Linked DNA regions of Mus musculus: region 2 is linked to region 1. The links are chromatin contacts, called in public Hi-C maps. All regions are on one chromosome and are shown on one strand. The core of a region is the stretch at or near the end of the contact, and the rest is flanking DNA. Distances in the headings are between cores, read along the strand shown. Region 1 holds the start of Stard9 (START domain containing 9). Region 2 overlaps Stard9 (START domain containing 9).

Region 1 (3,886 bases), core at 493-2,992:
AACTTTCTCTTTAACCACCTAACACTGTTACTCTCTTTTATTCCCTTTTATTTTTCTTTGCATTTTGTGTCTGGCACAATGTTATACACATTTAGATAGTTATTTCCTTTTCCATAAGATCCTAATTCTCATGAAGGAAGTGACTTGGGGTTTTTTGTTTTTTGGTCTGTGTGTTTCTTGTTTGTCTTGGTTTTGTGTGAGTCTCTCTCTCTCTCTCTCTCTCTCTCTCTCCCTCCCTCCCTCCCTCCCTCCCTCCCTCCCTCCCTCCCTCCCTCCCTCCCTCCCTTCCTTCCTTCCTTCCTTCCTCTCTTTCTTTCTTTCCTTCCTTCCTCTCTTTCTTTCTTTGAGACAGGGTTTCTCTGTGTAGCCCTGGCTGTCCTGGAACTCACTCTGTAGACCAGTCTGGCCTTGAACTCACAGAGATCCACCCGCCTCTGCCTCCCAATTGCTAAGATTAAATAAAGGCTTGCAGAACCACTCTCCAGCTTATATAAACTCTAACCCTAATATTAATAATACAATGGCTAACCCTACCCCACCTCTCTCTAATCATGATGTTTGACGATTTAGTAGTCTTCAGTGGACACAAATTTGTCACCATCAGAAACGGACCCTTGTTTCTGTTTTTGCTGTTGTGAGACATGGGAGCTTCCTGTGTGGAGGTCTTGGAACTCCCCAGTGTTGGAATTGTTAAGTGTTCATCAGCACCCCAGGTCTCAGAGCTGGGCTTCAGGCTTTACAGCTATAAATAGCTATTTCTTATTTGAATAAACCAGCTCTGATCAGACAGCATTTGCTCTGTATGTACTATAAATACTGCTTAGGGTGGTAGTGAAGTTACAGGGCAACCGAGAGAAATTTGTCAGTAAGTTAGGAAAAAAAAAAAAGAAAGAAAGAAGAAAAAAAAAGCCTCTTCATTTTTTTTTTTTTTTTTTTTTAGGCTGGGCATGACAGCCCACACCTTTTTTTTTTTTTTTTTTAAGATTTATTTATTTATTATATGTAAGTACACTGTAGCTGTCTTCAGACACTCCAGAAGAAGGAGTCAGATCTTGTTACGGATGGTTGTGAGCCACCATGTAGTTGCTGGGATTTGAACTCCAGACCTTCGAAAGAGCAGTCGGGTGCTCTTACTCACTGAGCCATCTCACCAGCCCCAAGCCTCTTCATTTAAACGCACCTTAGAATTACAAAATCATTTGTTTTTCTCATTTCATTGTTGTTGTTTTGAGACGGGACTTCACGCTGAACTCCAGGCTGACTTCAACTCACCATGTAGGCTAACCTTGAATTCAAAATATTCTTGCCTCAGCCTCTACGATAGGCTCCACTTTATTTTTGACCTTAAAATTTAGCCGCAGTTTTGACATAGCAGACCAATAGGGTAAAAAATAAAATTACTAATTTCCTTCATGAACTTTCAAGTATTAACCAGAAATTCAGTCACCAGATTTTAGAACAAAAGAGATACTACAGCTTGCGTAGGACAGTCAGCGGTGCGAGGGGTAGAACGAGACCAGGTTGCTCAGCCCACCTGCCTCAGGATTGGCTAAGGCTCCGCAGGCCCCGCCCCTGTCTGGCGTTTCCTTGCACTCGGGCGGGAGCGTCCAGAGAAGTGAGAGGGTGGAGCAAGGCAAGGAGGCCCACCCCCATCTGTCTCAGGATTGGTTGATACCTAGTGGGCCCCGCCCCCTAGGGCGAGGCTTGGGCTGCGGTCGGGAGGCGCGTGGGACGGGCGGGGCAGTCTGTGGCTCTTGCAGTGCCTGTGGCTGGGTCTGTTCGCTGGACGCCGGCCAGGGATGCTTCCGCCGGACCGCTGTGTGGGTCTTGGGTTGTGGCGGAGGGATGGCGAATGTGCAGGTGGCCGTGAGGGTCCGGCCTCTCAGCAAGCGGTGAGTCTGTCAGGAGGGGGCGCCTGAGGGGTCAAGTGAGCTGAGAGGAGTGCGAGGTCCCTGCCTTCCTCAGGGTGGACTGGCGTGGAGAAAAAAAAAAAATCAGACACAGATTGTCATGGAGGCTCAGGGTCCAGAAGGCCTGGAGGGACAGGGCTTCGCGTCCTAGGAGATAGCAGTTCTTGTGTGGCTCCAGGAGTCGCTGCCCTGTGTGCATGTCCTTGGTGACCTGCCAACTAGTTTCTAGGGACCCTGGCTTGGGTCTTGGTGCACGTAGTAGGGCCTTTCTCACGGAGCATGACGTGAGGAAGTACAAAAGGATGGGCAGACTCCACTACTTTTGGTGTTCTGGGAGTACCCAAGTGAGGACTGGAGGCTGTTGTGTCCGTATATACACATGGGATTGCTCCAAGAGGACATAGGAAAAAGAATTATCAGGATATGGAAGGAAAATAAAGGCCCAGAGAAAGTACACTCTCAACCTGTGCTCAGTAGTTGGTGTGATTTAAAGACTGAACTGTGACATAGGGGAAGTTTCTCCAGACATCTCTTCTTGGTGTCCTCCATGCTAGCTAGTTCCTTGTGTAGGAGCCTGATTCTGCACCCCTCAGCCCTTGAGGCATCCAGTGTGAAGCTGCACACTTCATCCTCTTTTCCTCTCACTTGGGAAGTCAGAGAATGCTTTGCACAAAAGTTGGTGTCAAAGAGCTGTTGTGAATGATCTTTGAGTTTTCTGACAAGTAAGGAGAAGAAGTGCAGAGTCCTCCAAGAACAGGAAGAAAGAGCAAATCTCTGCTCTTAGGGTGTAGATGGAAGCCTTGGACACCTGCTTGGGTTGAAGCGGAAGAGTGATGGGTGATAAAACTGGCAGAGTGTGGGTCTAGACCAGATGACATGTATTGGAATTAGCAGGTTTTTTTTAACTGTCCAGTACACAAGATACCTTGGTAAATGGGAACAGAGGTCAAAAAGGGCATTGTCTCCTATGACGAAAATGGTTCTGTATGGGTTAGGTTTGTCCTTTTAGAGGCCATCTGCTTTTAAAAGTTTAGACCGAATGAGAGCAGTGAGATAGGAGGAACACAAAAGAGTGTACCCCAAATTGCTGTGTTTTGATTGGTAAATGACTTTTTAAACATCTGGCTTTATATCACTGCCTGTGGTGACTCAGGGCTGGGGGCCTCCTGGGAGTAGCTGCTGTCTAGGAGGAGGTCCTTTCCAAACTGTCTTTTAGGATTTGTAGGATAGCAACATTGACCACTTACTCTTAACTGTTTAGTTCCTTGGAAACCAGCAATTTCAAATAGCATGGATTAGATTAGGAAAATGCTGTTGATATTTGCAGTCACTGCTAAGAATAATGTATCTCATCCAACAACAATGAAAAACAACCAGGAAACTTACTTTCAGCACCAGTGTGGGGCCTTGAGAGTAAGTGGTAGACTGTCAAGCCCACTGATCTCCAGGAGTGAGCAGAGTTTAGCAGGCTCCCGGTTCACAAGGACCATAGATTCAGAGGTAGTTATGTAAGCACTCAGTGCAATCTCAGCCAAGAAGTCAGAGCAGACCATTCTTCAATTCCCACAGAAGTCTGCAGAGATAGTGGTAGTACCCGCTGCTCATTGAGGTTGTTTTGCATGTGTGGAATCTGCTGATTATGTAGTCTGTGCTAATATTCAAATAAGTCATCAGCACTGATAACTGTATGTGTGAAGGAACCATTAAAGTCACCTAGCCAAAGCTAACATTATTTTTTCCAAATGAGAACATTGTCTTGTTTAAGTTCTAAAAAGCAGGATTTGACTCGCCGCACCATCCTGCTCCTTTCTGAGATGCTCAAAATTACTCCTTTGTTCTATAGGGCTAGAGATGACCTTGAATAAAATAACAGCACAGAAGTGGTTTTGAAGCCCTAGCCTTGACCTCAGCTGTCTGTCACTGTGAGATGCTGTCCTTGTCTATCCAGACTCACTCACTGCTGAAGAGCACCTGCC
Region 2 (4,043 bases), core at 455-2,954, 66 kb after region 1:
TGCATTTCCACCCGCCCCACTTGTCCACTGTTACATTGAGGCCTACACGTCTTCCTTTCCTTTCCCTGCAGTGAGGAGGCCCTGTAGCTTCCTCTTGCCACGCCGCTCTATCCAACCCTCTTCACTCCTTACAGCTCTAGCCATGGCTGGAGATGTCTGAGTCCAGACAGCCATAGGCAGGAAGCGCTGACTTTCTCTCTGGGTGTGTTTGCTTCCCAGACCAGCAGTGGCTACTCACAGAAGAGACCTGGCTAGCCAGCTTACGAGAGACACAGCAAGAAGGCAACTGTGGAGAAGAGAAAGAACTTGAGGCCTCTGTGGCACCTGATGCTTGGCTTCCAACAGTTCCTCAGACTCCACCATCCCCACTGGTCCAAAGCCAGAAGAGGGTGGTGCAGCCCCAGTGCTCACCGAGACATACTACTCGGGCTACCGTTTGGAACATCAGGCAGAAAAAGGTATCATTCCAGCTGGAAAGAATTATTAAGAAGCGGAGGCTGCTGGAGGCCCAGAGGAGACTGGAGCAGCTCAGTACCTTCTTCTGGATCCAGGACGATGGTGCTTCCAGGGCCCCAAGTTGGGCCTCTAGCTCTAACACCTCAGGCCCAGGTTCTCAGCGGAGAAGCAGATGGACAACTTGCAGTTCTCTGAGTCTCCAAAGGCTCGGCTGCCGACGCCTGCCCCAGCTACACAGGTACCAGTGATGCCACTAGGAGCCATGGCTGGAGTTAACCCAACTTTCCGGGCAGGGCAGTGCTCCTGCTGCTTGGTCTGTGAGGAGGCTAGGTGTTTATTGGGCTTCTCTTTGTTTGCTTTTTTTTTTTTTTTTTGGTTTTTCGAGACAAGGTTTCTCTGTGTAGCCCTGGCTATCCTGGAACTCACTTTGTAGACCAGGCTGGCCTTGAACTCAGAAATCCGCCTGCCTCTTCCTCCTGCGTGCTGGGATTAAAGGCATGCACCATCACACCCAGCTTGCTTTTTTTTTTTTTAAAGAGATTTACTTATTTAATGTATATGAATACACTGTAGTTGTACAGATGGTTGTGAGCCTTCATGTGGTTGTTGGGAATTGAATTTAGGCCCTCTGCTTGCTCCGGTTGGTCCCACTCACTCAGGCCCAAAGATTTATTTATTATTATAAATAAGTACACTGCTGCTGTCTTCAGACAAACCAGAAGAGGGCATCATTGTGTAGTTGCTGGGATTTGAACTCAGAACCTTCAGAAGAGCAGTCAGTGCTCTTAACTGCTGAGCCATCTTGCTAGCCCTTGTTTGCATATCTTTTTTTTTTTTTTTTAAAGATTTATTTATTATATGTAAGTACACTGTAGCTGTCTTCAGACACTCCAGAAGAGGGAGTCAGATCTCATTACGGATGGTTGTGAGCCACCATGTGGTTGCTGGGATTTGAACTCTGCACCTTCGGAAGAGCAGTCGGGTGCTCTTACCCACTGAGCCATCTCACCAGCCCTTGTTTGCATATCTTAAGAATCAGGCAGCTTCTTATACTTTCAGAGCTGCTGTTGCTTCCAGCTCTCTGCTTCTTTTCAAGGAACTCGAATCATTTGCATGTGTCCAGATGCAGTTTCTTATGTATCCTGCCTTCACCCTCATCTCACCTCCAACCAGTCTTCCTTGATCCCACAGGCAGCCTCCACCCTGACCTGACTCCCTCGTACATGTTTGGATCTGACTGTTGGCTTTTTCACTCCCAGTCTGCTGTTGTAGGGTGGGGAGTATATTATCTCCCAGATTCCTTGGAGTGGAGGCCTGCATCCTGTTCTGTGTGTCCTTGGCCTTGCACAGTAGAGTCACACAAAGTCTGTTGCTGTCATGTTTTCTCACCACTTTGTCCTTCAAATAATTGGGCACGCAAGCCAACTTTTTTACTATGGAAAACATTCAAGCATGCAAAAAGTTGAGAGACGTATGGAGTACCTATTTTGAGCAACTATAAAGATGTACTGCACTTACTTTAGAGTCCCACCACCCTATCTTCCAAAGGATTTAGAATAATATCACCCCCGTATCTTTACGTATTATCTCTAAAAATAAACAACTGTTCTGTCATACCTACAAAATCATACCTGCCAAGATTAGGTTATAGCTTGATAGACACGAACACCTGGGTCACACTCAGTTTTCTCAAGTTACTTGAAGGGTGCCTTGATTTTCCATATCAAGATCTAATTGGATTTATAAACTACATGTCACTATTAAGTCTGAAGTTCCTAAAGTCATTCTTTCCTATTTCTTCTTATCAGTATGCAAAATGGGTCAGCTCTGTAGATGATACCACACCACAGATCATCTGCTTGATTCTTTATAGAATTAAAATTGTTCCCATTTTCCTCACATAGCCAATTTCTTGAAATGTAGGTCAGTTAAACTTTTCCCTAAGATAAAGCAGTTGGGGGCGGGGATTGAGTAACATGTATCTGAGACCTCTGAAAGCCAGGGCTCTGTTGTCAACAGTCTGCTTTTGTGTGTTATTGATCTGAGGAGTGCAGGATACAGTGAGTGGGCAGCTTGCTTTCCAACCTCTTTCAGAGTAACTAAGTAGAATGCCACATTCCTCCTGTATTGACACAGGAACATTACTATTCTAAGATGGCTTTCCTTATCTTCACAGTGATTTCATGAACTGGGATCCTTCTGCCATGTCACCACCTGTGCCTGAGCTGACTCACCAAATGCCAGAAAAAACCTTGTCAACAGATTGCATTCCTCCAAAGGCAGGTCGCCTGGGCAGGAACAGCTTCCATTCATCTCGGTGGAGGAAGTTCTCTCCAGCCAGGAGAGCCTCTACCCAAGGCACCCATCTCACTGTGAGCCACAAGTCTGTCAGTAGTCAAGAAATTGAGTCGCTGGGTAAGCAACCCTGTCAGATGTCATCCCAGGGCCAATCAACTAAGAAACAAAAAGCAAGAGATGGTTCAAGGACCTTCATCCCTGCTGCCCAGACCAGATGGGCCTCTGTCAACACAAAAACTGGATGGCAAAAAGAAGGGACCTGTGGGACCTACAAGGATCCCAAGGAAACTACTTCCCAATCTACGGATCTCAGTGGATTGGAGCCAGCAGCTGGGCATAGAAAAGTCGTCAAGACTTTTCAGGCAGAATCCAAACCATCTCCTTCAAGCAGGGCATCAAAAAAGCATCAGCGGGTGCTGGCAGCTAGGGCCAGAGACATTGTCAAAACGTTCTCTCGTTTGCCTCATGGCGGTCCTTTAAAAAACCAACCTCGTGCAGGGGATCCAGGCACACCAGCCTCCTTCACAGATTCTAGACCTATAAAGGACCCTGTAAGGGAAGAGGACAGAGATTTATCTGACACTGAAAGCAGTTACTCAGTGGATTCTCTTTCTTATATCTATGCCAAAGTTCCAAAGAAACTACTGAAACCAGAGGACCTTCAGGGAAAATGGAATCTCCCGGATTCAGAGAACTCTGAAAGTGACAACAGTCAAATATCTGAGGATTCACTTGCTGGGAAGGGACACAAAAGCCTCCCAGAAAACTCTAGAGGTGAATATTCCATGAAGGACCATGGGCATTCAAGGGCCAGAACTTCAGCCTCTGTGCGGGGTCTCCCCATGCCTTCAGACAGTAGCTTATGTACTCAAAAATACAGGAGCTTTTCTTTGGACAGCCTGATTGATCCTGAAAATAGGCAAGGGGAGCCTTTTCTTGGTTCTGCTGATGAGATGCCTACAGAGACTTTTTGGCATCTGCAGAATGCCACCCCGTCTTCAGTAGACCAGGAGGCAATGGATAGGCCTAGCCCTACCAACCATAGAATGGGAGTTGGGGTAAATGTTCTCTTGCCAAAAAGCAATTCATTTTACCTTGATCCTCAGTTCCAGCCCCCTTGTGAGCAGCTTGAGTCAGAAATGGAAGCAAGCTATTCTGAACACACCAACCCTCTCCGAGGCCTTCAACTTGCAAGAGAGAGCCCCCTGTTATCTGTGGATTCATGGTTTTCTTGTGACTCTAAGGTCAGTCCCAGCAGTCCCTCAGGGGACATACATTCTTTATGTCCA

The links. Hi-C and Micro-C count contacts between places; a contact is called where the count stands out from the background.
Region 2: a contact with region 1 is called in a Hi-C map of Sertoli cells, with 3 times the contacts expected there. The contact joins the enhancer-like site here to the promoter of Stard9 in region 1. A contact is called at or near these places in 3 of 39 promoter capture datasets (embryonic stem cells, epiblast stem cells and stem cell-derived epiblast-like cells), 1 of 484 Hi-C or Micro-C datasets (Sertoli cells) and 2 of 9 other capture datasets (adipose tissue and pancreatic islet).

What each region holds. Positions count from the first base shown.
Region 1 is chr2:120,627,379-120,631,264 of GRCm38.p6, forward strand. Stard9 (START domain containing 9) reads left to right here and starts at 1,743. Exons shown (of 33, transcript NM_001370940.1): 1 at 1,743-1,892. The coding sequence starts at 1,846.
Region 2 is chr2:120,693,112-120,697,154 of GRCm38.p6, forward strand. It overlaps Stard9 (START domain containing 9), which reads left to right. Exons shown (of 33, transcript NM_001370940.1): 22 at 220-694; 23 at 2,633-4,043. Among named protein-coding and RNA genes, the nearest start is that of Cdan1, 36 kb to the right of the region's middle. Within about 2 kb of position 1,705, at least 7 of the 459 cell types and tissues checked have an H3K27ac peak or open chromatin away from gene starts, as enhancers often do. A contact at or near this core is called in Sertoli cells, where this site is marked.